Regions from separate parts of the Mus musculus genome. Here regions 1, 2 and 4 are each linked to region 3. The links are chromatin contacts, called in public HiChIP or PLAC-seq maps. All regions are on one chromosome and are shown on one strand. The core of a region is the stretch at or near the end of the contact, and the rest is flanking DNA. Distances in the headings are between cores, read along the strand shown. Region 1 has its middle 28 kb from the start of Gm35891. Region 2 overlaps Slc7a11 (solute carrier family 7 (cationic amino acid transporter, y+ system), member 11). Region 3 has its middle 25 kb from the start of Gm40043. Region 4 holds the start of Slc7a11 (solute carrier family 7 (cationic amino acid transporter, y+ system), member 11).

Evidence for each region. HiChIP or PLAC-seq counts read pairs in DNA pulled down with a chosen protein or histone mark.
Region 1: a contact with region 3 is called in a FOXA1 HiChIP or PLAC-seq map of pancreatic cancer cells. The contact joins two enhancer-like sites. A contact is called at or near these places in 1 of 484 Hi-C or Micro-C datasets (tail fibroblasts) and 1 of 115 datasets of contacts at active chromatin or transcription factors (pancreatic cancer cells).
Region 2: a contact with region 3 is called in an HNF4G HiChIP or PLAC-seq map of pancreatic cancer cells. The contact joins two enhancer-like sites. A contact is called at or near these places in 4 of 115 datasets of contacts at active chromatin or transcription factors (bone marrow-derived macrophages, embryonic hindbrain, neural progenitor cells and 1 more).
Region 4: a FOXA1 HiChIP or PLAC-seq map of pancreatic cancer cells shows a contact between it and region 3. The contact joins the promoter of Slc7a11 here to the enhancer-like site in region 3. A contact is called at or near these places in 1 of 484 Hi-C or Micro-C datasets (bone marrow-derived macrophages), 5 of 115 datasets of contacts at active chromatin or transcription factors (the SCID.adh cell line, acute myeloid leukemia, astrocytes and 2 more) and 1 of 9 other capture datasets (macrophages).

The regions. Positions count from the first base shown.
Region 1 is chr3:51,155,841-51,158,716 of GRCm38.p6, forward strand. No RefSeq gene overlaps it. Among named protein-coding and RNA genes, the nearest start is that of Gm35891, 28 kb to the left of the region's middle. Within about 2 kb of position 1,426, at least 170 of the 459 cell types and tissues checked have an H3K27ac peak or open chromatin away from gene starts, as enhancers often do. A contact at or near this core is called in pancreatic cancer cells, where this site is marked.
Region 2 is chr3:50,386,767-50,389,963 of GRCm38.p6, forward strand. All of the region lies in intron 6 of Slc7a11 (solute carrier family 7 (cationic amino acid transporter, y+ system), member 11), which reads right to left. Among named protein-coding and RNA genes, the nearest start is that of Slc7a11, 55 kb to the right of the region's middle. Within about 2 kb of position 1,730, at least 19 of the 459 cell types and tissues checked have an H3K27ac peak or open chromatin away from gene starts, as enhancers often do. A contact at or near this core is called in pancreatic cancer cells, where this site is marked.
Region 3 is chr3:50,735,753-50,738,532 of GRCm38.p6, forward strand. No RefSeq gene overlaps it. Among named protein-coding and RNA genes, the nearest start is that of Gm40043, 25 kb to the left of the region's middle. Within about 2 kb of position 1,344, at least 21 of the 459 cell types and tissues checked have an H3K27ac peak or open chromatin away from gene starts, as enhancers often do. A contact at or near this core is called in bone marrow-derived macrophages and pancreatic cancer cells, where this site is marked.
Region 4 is chr3:50,442,192-50,445,241 of GRCm38.p6, forward strand. Slc7a11 (solute carrier family 7 (cationic amino acid transporter, y+ system), member 11) reads right to left here and starts at 1,422. Exons shown (of 12, transcript NM_011990.2): 1 at 794-1,422. The coding sequence starts at 1,070.

The DNA of each region.
Region 1 (2,876 bases), core at 176-2,675, 420 kb after region 3:
ATGAAACTGAGCCATTGACTAATGACTCATAACTTGACTAACTCGGTTATGCCAAGACCTTCCCGGAGCTTTTCATTCACCACATGTAAGTATCTATCCCACTATCTTCATAGCACGATACCACATTGCTGGCTTTCCCTCTGGGGCAAGGGACAACCATTAATGGCAAAGGCCTGACTCACGTCTCTCTTCCACATATCCTTGAGAGCAACATCCTACAGAAAAAGACAAAAAAAGAAAAAGAAGAAGAAGTAATAGGCAGAAATTAGAGGCATTTTTCTGTGCCTGTGCTACAATTTTTCAGAGAACAAGGCTAGCTAGCTTTCAGAAGGATCAAATAGAATTTGAAAATCACCCTGCTTTATGTGGCAAGAACTTCAAGAATATCAAACATTTCTTGCCATTTGCAAGCAAATGGGTTAGAAGATTTTTTTTTCCCCACGATTATCTCTTCCAGAAAAGAGCAGTTTCAAACCGCAGAAAATGGACGTTACTGAGAAAAATAGCCTGTTTCAGGAGGGCGAGAAAGACCCTGAGATATCTGGGAAACAGAGGTGGCATGGTTTTCTCCTCCCATGCGTAGAAGTTCCAAACGCAGGAGAAGCTCATTTCAAGCAGAAAGCTCTTTCCAAAGCACAAATATTGGAAAAACAGACCAAGACATCAGCGCATTCTAAACACAGCTGTGTTTGCCCACGCCTCCTGCCTGCTAGGTCATGTTTGATTTAACCTGGCAGCTCAGGGGGAGGTGAAAGGCCTCTGACTACCCAACCTACGACTTTACTTCCTCCCGTCATCATTGTTGACGTTGCATATAGCAAACTGACCTCTTATTAAATGTTGCAGCCAACAAACAGGTTTTAATAGTCTTTTGCTTTTTCACACTAAATGTGTTTTCAGATGGCTGTCATTCATATTCATTCCAAGGACCAAGTTGCCCAGCCACCTGCTCTGAGCACGACAAAATGCTCCGCTAGGGGGCGTTGCTGCCTTTCCCAACCCACAAATGAAGCACGTGATCCGAAACTGTGTCCATTAGTTCTGGAAAACAGGATGTAGGCCTGCCAAGCAGTTCAGAGGATGGTTTTAAGCCTTCAGAGTAACCTGAGATGAGGGACCACAGACGGCAGGGAAGTGTAAAACACGGGGCTGTCACCGGGATAATGAAGGGTACCCTGGCTGCACTGGTTATCTTAGCCTGCATCAGGAGCCTAGGGAACAGACAAGAGAGCACTTATGGTACAGTGTCAGCCCATCCCTAGTCAGGGCCCTGAGGGTAAAACCGGCTGAGCATCAGCGTCCAATAGATAACAACAGAAGCCATTATCTCTCCCTGGCTGGGCTGCCAAGTGCAGGGGCCAGGATTGCCTGGTGTTTGCGGTTTCCATAGCAGCGCTGTTTCGTTTCAAGCTGGCAAAGTACACAGAGAGGACAGGATCAACATTGCAGCAAATGACTCGAACAACCTGAGTCCTGAGCCTCGGAGCTCTCAGCAGGCTTTGCCCTTTTGGAGTCAGGGGTGGGGATGAAGATGGATGCTCTCCAAGAGGCGACTGGAAACTAACAGCTCCTTCAATCAAGCTCAGCAGCTGCCTGAGCACTGTCACCCACCCAAGGTCACCACTTGGAGCCTCTCGGCCTCATTTCCCAGAACTCTAGAAGGTGCTGTTAACATGGGAGAGACCCCCACACAGGCAGATAGGCTCCTCTGGCATCTTCTACCTGGCATTTTCTGAAACCTTTCTCCTCCTTCAGCTGGCCAAGGAGACACTTTCTTTCTTTCTTTCTTTCTTTCTTTCTTTCTTTCTTTCTTCCTTCCTTCCTTCCTTTCTCTCTTTCTTTTTTAATTAAATGTTTTCTTCATTACATTTCAGATGAAATCCCCTTTCCTAGTTTCCTCTCCCAAAATCCCCTATACCCTCCTTCCCCCCCTCCCACTCCCCACTGCTCCCCCAAGCCACCCACTCCCACTTCCTGACCCTGGCATTCCCCTATACTGGGGCATATGATCCTTGCCAGACCAAGGGTCTCTCCTCCCATTGATGGCCAACTAGGCCATCCTTTGCTACAGATACAGCTAGAGACACAAGCTCTGAGGGTACTGGTTAGTTCATATTGTTGTTCCTTTTATAGGGCTGCAAAGCCCTTCAGCTCCTTGGGTACTTTCTCTAGCTCCTCATTGGGGACCCTGTGTTCCATCCAATAGATGACTGTGAGCATCCACTTCAGTATTTGCCAGGCACTGGCATAGCCTCACAGGAAACAACTATATCAGGGTCCTGTCAGCAAAATCTTGTTGGCATCTGCAATAGTATCTGGGTTTGGTAGTTGTATAATGGGGTGGATTCCAGGGTGGGGCAGTCTCTGTATGGTCCTTCCTGCCCTCTCAGCTCCGAACTTTGTCTCTGTAACTCCTTCCATGGGTATTTTGTTCCCCCTTCTAAGAAGGAACAAAGTATCCACACTTTGGTCTTCCATCTTCTTGAGCTTCATGAGTTTTGCAAATTGTATCTGTAGCCCTCCCTAGCTGTTCTGAAACTGTCTCTGTAGAGCAAACTTACCTCTAACTCAGAGATCTACTAGCCTTTGGCTCTCAAGTGCTGGGATTAAAGGCGGGTGCCACCACTGCCTGGCTACAAACTACTATTTGCTGCTAAGAGGAGAAAAGGCTTGGTTCCAGCCTTATGCATTTCCCATAGGGTGAGAAATCAATCTAACTGCCTACCGTTTTTTTCCTTCTGACCTGTTGGGTCTTAAGTTATCTTAGAATACAAAGTGTCTCTGACATTAAAGATACTGGGAAGGCCTTGTTTGAAAGTATGTTTTACTTCATTTATGTGTGGGTGTGCATCTGGGCAGTTTAGCAGATGCTAAAT
Region 2 (3,197 bases), core at 480-2,979, 350 kb before region 3:
CCTGATCCCCAAAGCCTTCAGCCTTGACCTCTAAATCCTGGCATCAGAACATGAAAGCAGCAGATGTTCTCTATCCCCAGTGTGAAGAGGGTCCTGTGGAATTTCCCTGTGAGCACTAGAACAGACCTTGCTAGCCGTAATTGATATGTGCTAAATTTAAATCAAAAGAAAAAAAAAGTCACCAAGACAATGAAATACAAGGCAGTGGAACAATTAAAGATGAATTCTATGTCTCTGGGACGCATGACAAAGCAGAGGGGTAAGAAGGAAGACTGAGGCTTGCCCATTCTTAGCCAGTTCACTGAATTATTTTGAACTTGGGATCTTTCCGCCTGCATAGTAGCCCCACCTGGAGAGTACGCACTTTCTGTAAAGAAAGATGGATACACAGAGAAAGGGTAAAACAGACCCTCCATTTCTTTCAAGCACACGGTTGACTAAGGTATGTCAAGGTTCTATTAATAAAAGCTGAATTGGCCTTGCTCAGCACAGTGTGATGACTAACTTGAGCAAGAAAAAAAAATAATAATAAAAGTAAGATCACACTATATAATTCTGAAAAAAATAACAGAGAAATGCATGTGAAACTTGAGAGTATGGTCCTCCAGCATAGAACTGAGCCTCCTCCCCCTAGCCCTTGAAGCCAGCCTCCATGCCTTTCTTGGGTTGAGTGGGCCTCAATGGGGCTTTCAGTATCTTAGCAGAGGGCAGGCTTAGCCAACGTAGCCTTCTAGGTTAGCCCTGCTTTCTCACTGTGCCACTACCAAACAAAGCAACAGCTGGTCCAGCCATTGGGCTGCTCCGCCCACCACCACCGCCCCGCCCCCCCCCCCCCCCACACACACACACACAATGTTCTGTTAAGCATTTTACATATCTGCCTCACTTTATCCTTGGAAAATCCTGTGAGCTGGAAATATAAGCGCTGTTTTATTTATGAAGGAATGAAGTCTTTGGGGTTTAAGCACCTGTCCAAGGATACCCATGCTGGAAAGTAGAAGCGGGATTTGGATGTGTGCATGACCTAACTTGAAATCAAGGCATTTTAATCCTGAAGCATATACGGCTTCCTGAGCTCTACTAATGTTTGTGAAAATTAAACCGTAGAATATTAAGTAAGCTAGCTGAAAAGGTTTTATCAAGAGTACATTTCTCACAGGTTTGCTGGAAATGGAGGGAAAAAAATTCAGAGATTTTATTTTTTTTAGCACGTTTCTGTAGAGCCCAATTGGTAATGCCAGGAGAATGGTCTCATCATTTATTATTATTGTTGTTGTTGTTGTTGTTTAAAAGGAAAATGTTCACTTGATGAATTTCTCCAGATGTGTCTGTATATAAAAGGGAGAAGCATCAGTGTGCTTGTCAAATAAGTTGTAATGAGTTATTAAGAAAAGTGCTTTGATAGCTCTCTGGGGGGGGGGGGGGTAATCGCAGCACCTGAAATAAGAGTACAAAAAGAGAAAGGTTGTGATCCGGAGCACACTATACCGTGATTCTCTCTAATTAGTTCAAACAAAGCCACAGGAACTGGAGACACTGTGGCTCCAGAGTCACTAGCATTGCTGACTGTCCTCAGGTTCCTTTCCACTTTGTGGGAAGGGGTGGGGGTGGGGCAGATTTTTGTGGTTGCCTTGGCATAAATAACATCCTTCACAAAGGCGAGCAGCTGACCTGATCGGGGCTGGGCACCGTGTGGTTAAGTCCTGGTTACAAGTATCAAAGCACAAGAACCTCCGGGTGAGCCGATAAAAGCTATTAGGCCACATCAGAGCGATCTTCCTGGAGGCTTTAGATGCAGAGGGCAGATAAGCGTGGTTAGAAACCCAAGAGGAAGGCCAGCAGCACAGGAAACGAAATTGATTAGAGGAAAGAGAGGAGAGGCCGTGGGTATATCAAAGCTTCTAAATTACTGAGAGTTGGCCATCAGTCCTAAACAGCAGCTTCAGCGTTGTGGTAAGTTTGAACAGCGCGCATCCGTAAGCCCTCCGCTCTCTCGGGTATTCGAACATGTCAATGATGAACAAAACACAAGTCTACTGAGAAGAGTTCCTTCATCCTCAAGAGCCTTCCACCATCTCGTCTGCTTTTTTCCGATCAACGGGCAATAAGTATGTGTACCTGATATTTTTATTAGTTGAAAATTGTCGTCAAAATCATCTTAGTCTCCCCACTGCTTAATTTAAATTGGCATCTCTAGCCAGGCCCACACACCCAGGAGAATGTTTCATTCTTTGAGGCTACTGACCTGGAACTCTGAAATGACTGCTTGGGAGCTCCTTTCCATTTCTGGTTGTTATGGGTGATGGCTCACTTTTCAAAGGTGATGGGTAGAGATTTCCTCTTTTAGAAATCTGTATAGCCTCCAGTCCCCCCCACCCGCCCCCGCCCAACAAAGACCATTGATATTGAAGTGGAAGTGTGGCATTTCAGATCTATGTGGAATGATACATAAAAATAAATAAAATTCACAACTGTAAGAGTTAACTTCTATATTCTTCTGGGCAGAGAAGCCAAGGCTCACAGAGTTCAGTGACATGGAACAAGGTCACAGAAGCAGTGCGTGGAGAGCTGGAAGCCAAACCCAGCCCTCTTGGTGCTTCGAACTCCCAGAGCAACATTTGTGCCAATGATATCTGGTGCTTAGTGATAAATTTTATGTCAACTTCAAGGTCCATAGATACATATGTTTTATATAACTGTTACATCACATGCCTGTGTCTGTGACTTCGAACCGACTGTCACCCACCACACGTGGAGAAGCTCTTAAGTATGTTGTGCTTAAGCTCCAGGGAGAGTTTCCAGGAGTTCAATTTAACCAGGAGCTATTGCTGTAAAATCAGAGTGAGTAAACCTCGCTTGACGCTTTAGCAGGTCAAAGAAACATCAAAGTTAAGGAAGTTTTGATTCTCAGATAACCAGAGTAGTGCCCTGATCACTTGAATTTAGGATGGTCCAAGGTTGTTTCATAACATGAACAAAGTCTTCCAAGACTGTTATGAATCAAGTCTGCTATCTCTGCTACAAGGACCTAGAACTCAGTGTCCTCGAGGGATGCGCTCTTCTGTTTGAGTTGTATAGCTGGACATGATGGCAAACAATTCAGTCATTTAAAAAACAAACAAACATAAAAAACAAAAACAAAAAATCCACCCACCTACTCTCCCATGCTCTGGAACCTTCTACGTGGTTCATGTTTC
Region 3 (2,780 bases), core at 94-2,593:
TCAAAAAGAATGAGGACAATTTAGAGAACTGTCTGAATCTAGAACTGGGGCAACATCTTTGGTGAGGTCACATAGCCTGCATCACCAGAAAGGTCAAACAAAACCAGACATAGGGCATTCTACAAAACAAACATCCCTCAATCTTTAAAATAGCAAGGTCAAGAAAGCCAAAACGAAGTTTAAGCAACAATTCAAGATTAAAGGAAATAAAAAATGTGTGAGAACTAAGTGTAGCATAGAATTCTGAGCTAACTAGTTGTCTATAAAGGTTAGCAAGGGGTCTGGTCATGAGGACAGCAGTATAGATGGTAATTTATGCTACTGGTACTCGGAGCGTGGTAATGAAGGAGACACTCTTCTTAAGAAATACATACCATGTGTGTCCTTCTAGGACTGGGTTATCTTACTCGTGGTGATATTCCCCAGTTCTATCTATTTTTCTGCAAAATTCATGATGTCTTTGGTTTTAATAGCTGAATAGTAGTATTCCATTGTGTAGCTGTACCACATTTTCTTTACCCATTCTTCAGTTGAGGGACATCTAGGTTGTTTCCAGTTTCTGGTTATTAAGAATAAAGCTGCTATGAACATAGTTGAGCAAGTGTCCTTGTGGGATGGTGGAGCATCTTTTGGGTATATGCCCTGGAGTGGTATATCTGGGTCTTGAGGTAGAACTATTCCGTTTTCTGAGAAACCGCCAAACTGATTTCCAAAGTGGTTGTGCAAACTTGCATTCCCACCAACAATGAAGTATTCCCCTTGTTCCACATCCTTGCCTGCATGTGTCATCTCTTGATTATTATTATTTTTTTAATCTTAGCCATTCTGGTGGGTGTGTAAGATGAAATTGCAGAGTTGTTCTGATTTTACATTTCCCAGTGACTAAGAACTTAAACATTTCTTTATGTGCTTCTCAGCCATTTGAAATTCTTCTGTTGAGAATTCTCTGTTTAGTTCTCTACCCCATTTTTAAATCACTTACAAGTGGATATTAGCCATAAAATATATATATACCATGTTACACTACGTAGACCCAAAGAAGCTAAACAAGAAGGAAGGTTCAAGTGAGGAAGCTTGCATCTCACTTAGAAGGGAGAGTAAAATAGTCATAAGAGACAGAGGAAGGAAACTGTGAGGAAGGAGGGGTAGGCAGGAGATTGGGAGATTCAGGATCAGGCATGGGGAAAGACAGGAGAGATGACTAGATGGCCATGAAAATGAATGGAAATGTGCAACTGACAGGGATAAGGAGATGGGGAACATCTCTAGGACAAGACAGAGACCTGAGATAAGGGGGGTGCCTAAGAATCAATGGGGGCGACCTTAGCTGTGACTCACTACACTGGGGAAGTGGAACCTGAAGAGGCCACCTCCTGTAGCCAGGCAGGAACCCCAGTGGCACTACAGAGACACCAACAAAGCCACAAAACTTTCAGCCCAAAATTTATTCTGCCTACAAGAAATGCAGGCATGGGAGATGGAGCAGACACTGAGGAAATAGCCAGCCAATAACTGGCCCAACTTGAGTCCCATTCCATGAGGAAGCACTAATCCCTAACAGTATTAAATATACTATGTTATGTTTACAGACAGGAACATTTTGTCCTCTGAGAGCTCTACCCAGCAGATGACTCAGACAGATACAGACACTCACAGCCAAACAGTGGATGGAGCTTGGGGACTCTTATAGAAGAATAGGAGGAAGGACTGTGGTCAGTGAATCATTATAGGAACTCCACAAGACTGACAAAGTCAACTAAGCAGGACCTGTGGGGCTCTCAGAGTCTGAACCACCAACCAAAGAACATACACGGGCTAGACCTATGCCTCCCTGCATGTATGTAGCAGCTTGGTCTTCATGTGGGTCCCAATCAACTAGAATGTGGGCTATTCTAAAAGCTGTTGCCTCTATGTGGGATACATTCTTCTAGCTGGACTGCCTTGTCTGGACTTAGTGGGAGAGAAAGCACCTAGCTTTGCTGGGGGTGGGGGTGGGAGTGACACCCAAGGGGACCCCCACTCACTCAGAGAAGGAAGGTAGGAGAGATGGAGGAAGAGAGTGACAGTAGGGGGCAGTAAGCAGGATGTAGAGTGAAAAAATAAAGGGAAAAAAGAGGAAGATATTGTTCCAGTTTCTGCCACCATACCTGCTATTTTCTACTACAGCTATCAGCCACGATGGACCTAATCCCTCTGAAAATGTTAAACCAAATAAATGTCTTGTTCAGTCACAGAAAGAGAGAGAGAGAGAGAGAGAGAGAGAGAGAGAGAAGGAGAGAGGGAGAGAGAGAGAGGGAGGGAGGGAGAGAAGGAGAGAGGGAGAGAGAGAGAGAAGGAGAGAGGGAGAGAGAGAGGGAGGGAGGGAGGGAGGGAGGGAGAGAAGGAGAGAGGGAGAGAGAGAGAGAGAGGGAGGGAGGGAGAGAAGGAGAGAGGGAGAGAGAGGGAGGGAGAGGAGAGAGGGAGAGAGAGAGGGAGGGAGGGAGAGAAGGAGAGAGGGAGAGAGAGAGAGAGGAGAGAAGGAGAGAGGGAGAGAGAGAGAGAGGGAGAGAGAGAGAGAGAGAGAGAGAGAGAGAGAGAGGAGAGAGAGGGAGAGAGAGAGAGAGAGAGAGAGAGAGAGAGAGAGAGAGAGAGAGAGAGAGAGAGAGAGAGAAGAGAGAGGAAATACATACTGCAATCCTGGGGCAGCAACCAATTGTCAGATAGCCAGCTTTCCCTCAAATGCTTTGGAAATGAAAGGCTTTTTGTATTGGCCTTTTTTTCTTCTGCTATATGTTTATTTC
Region 4 (3,050 bases), core at 172-2,671, 290 kb before region 3:
ATCCAGGCAAGGAGGGAAGACTGACACCCAAGTGAAGCTTGCAAACAAATAACGAGAAATTATGAGAAATGTCCTTAAAGGCAGTAAGAAGGAAAAAGAAAAAAAAAAAAAACAAGGGGAAAAAAGTTGAAACCTTTGCCCCATTTATGGAGACGGAGGAGACACATCAAACACATATCTTCCCAAGGACTTCTGAAAGCATAGTATTAGAAACGGACAAGCCTACGAATTTAAAATATTAAAAAAGGCAGAGAATGCCACCCATTTGTTTAGCAAGTAAAAGGCCCGTGACAGTGTTCCGAACGTTCAGTTCCGCGTGTAAATAGGCCACACTGGCTGCACCGCACAGGTGTTTCTTCCAGCGAGCCAGCTGCCAGAACTATGCTCTAAACAAGACTCACAAACCCAAGCCCTCTGCACGGAAGGAAGGCTTGGTTTTTTGGGTCATCAAAGTTAGGTTTTTTTTGTTTTTTGTTTTTTTGTTTTTTGTTTTTTTTTTTTTTTTTCCTTCTCTCAGCAAACCAGAAAAAAAAAAAAAAAAAGCTGCCAGAGTCTGTCTCAGGCAGGAAAGCAGAGTATAGCCTGCAGGAAGGAATCTGAGAGGGTTCAGTCTTGTGCCAACAGTGGACAGTGTGTTTGGGTAGTGCACATACCTGAACAACAACAACAACAAAAATTCCAAATATTTCCTGTAGTATTTGCCCATTCATTTACTCCTCAGAAATAACCCTTCGCTCTCCCAGAGAGCCACACAGCTACACACACTCACACCCCAGAGAAGAAGCGCACTCACCAAAAAGTGACAGTACTCCACAGGCAGACCAGAAAACCAGGGACATGCCCACGCTGCCCGTGTTCTGGAGTATGCCCTTGGGGGAGATGAAGATGCCTGATCCGATGACGGTGCCGATGATGATGGAGACCCCCCTCAGCAAAGTGATCTTCTTTTTCAGAACTACCTTCTCCTGCCCAGGTGGCTCTTGGTCCCCCATGGAGGGCAGCCTCCCGCTCATATTGCCCTGCAGGTAACCTCCTTTGGAGATGGTGGCCACAACTGGCTTTCTGACCATGGCAGTGTCACACCAGAGGAGGGGGATGAAAAAGAAAACAGAGGGGGAAAAACAAAACAAGACAAAATAAAACAAAACAAAACAAACCCTTTTAACTTGTTTCTCTAAGAAGTGACTGATCACTGTTCGGTCGTGACTTCCCCTTTGCTATCACCGACTGGCTCTACACTATTGTGTCCACAGGTGAGAACTCAGAGGTGTGTTTCAGCCTTCGCTGGCTCTATAATTACTCCTCTTGCTCCTCGGAGCACCTGTGTGGCACCGGCTCCAGGGGCAGTCAGTTAGCTGCAGCCGCGGCTGCTGCCCTATCATTACACACCAGCTCAGCTTCCTCGTGGAAGGCTCCGTATTTAAGCAACCGCCTGTCACACCAACTTACTGGGCTGCATGATGATGCAAATTCTCCAGGTTTGCATCAGCCACATGAGAAAACTCCAGCTTGAGAAAGCGCCAACATTACTCAGCTCTTTTTTTTTTTTTTTTTTTTTAACAGTAGCCTGTGGGTTGCTCAATGGATCCAAAGCATTTCCCAGAACAAAGCATACTCTTAAAGAGGGGCTTAGCCAATCCAGAAGAAGTAAACAGGGAACCAGGGAATAGACACTGTCCCGGTGACTTTAAGCAGCTCCGCTCTCAGAGAGAGAAAAGAAGTTGGAAAATGAAACAGAAAACAATTACTTCGTTTTAAGGAGTTGCTTCTTAACTTTAAGGCGCGCATAAAAAATGTTGTATTCACAGCTGTTTTGACAATGGAAAGTGCCTTAGGGCTGCTCTGTTTGCAACAGCAAAGTTTATACTTCATAATTTGTATTCTCCTTACTTCCCCGGGTGTTTCCTAGCAACACTGTCAAATCTAATATTTACAAAGTCAGAAAGTTTCTGCACACGAGAGCCGTGGCTACATACAGCTCCGCATGAACAGACACAATTATTTCTTAAGACCTGTAATACAAGGGTGTTTAAGATCACCACCTAAGTTTGAGAAGTTGAAAGATCATAGTGACTGCAGAAAACAGTCTTTTTCTGATTCTTGTCAGCACAGCGTGATTTCCTGAACTAGGTAGAAGGACTCGGTCTTCATTTGCATGTTGCTCCATCGAATTAAAAAGACTCCTCTTTGAATCTTAGGCAATACTTATAATTGCATGAAGACACGCACAGAGCAAGAGCTTGAGAAGGGAGTCCCATTATAATAGTTGGAGAAAGGAAGGAGATGACAGGGCATATTTTTTGGATCTATAAGCTATTCTGATTATAATTTGAAATGTATTACAATCAACAGGTACTAACTTTTAGTTAGCTCAAAGCCGGAAATTTTCGGTGACTGTAACAGAGTGTACAAGTCCATTTCAGAAAGCTAAAAGAATGTGTTTTTTACATAAAGAAATAATGACATCTTAAGGAGATAGAAGTGTTTACTCTGAGCATTCTACAATGGGCACATGTGCTGAAACTTTACACCCTATTCACATACACAGCTTTCATCTTTGTCAGTTAAAAAGAAATTTAAACATATAAAAGTACATTAAAACTTCAAAGTGGGGTTAAAATATTTACATTGAAAAAATTTCTTTTTTTTTAAAAAATTAAACACAAACTTGAAACGTTTTGCTTCTAATCAAGTGTCTTATGTGTAAAATAAAAATAAAAATAAAAAATTACCAAAAGAAAATAAAGCATCTCAGCTATCAGTCTCGGCACCAGGTCCCTGTGGTTTGAATTTAATGAGAAGAATCCCAATGCCATCATTATCCTGAAGCTGTGTTCAGACCCATGATTAAATATGCTTTTGAATCTCGGAATAAAAACAACCAACAGAAAATCTCCGTGGAAGCAAGGTTGGCTGGAGGGGGAGGGGAAAGGGGTAAGGGGAAGGGGTGAAGGATGGGGGGGATGATGGAGGCAGGAAATAACCTGGAAAGGAATCGTGGAAAATGTCAGAGCCTTTCTGCTAGGTCCTTATCTGAGAAAATGCCATGA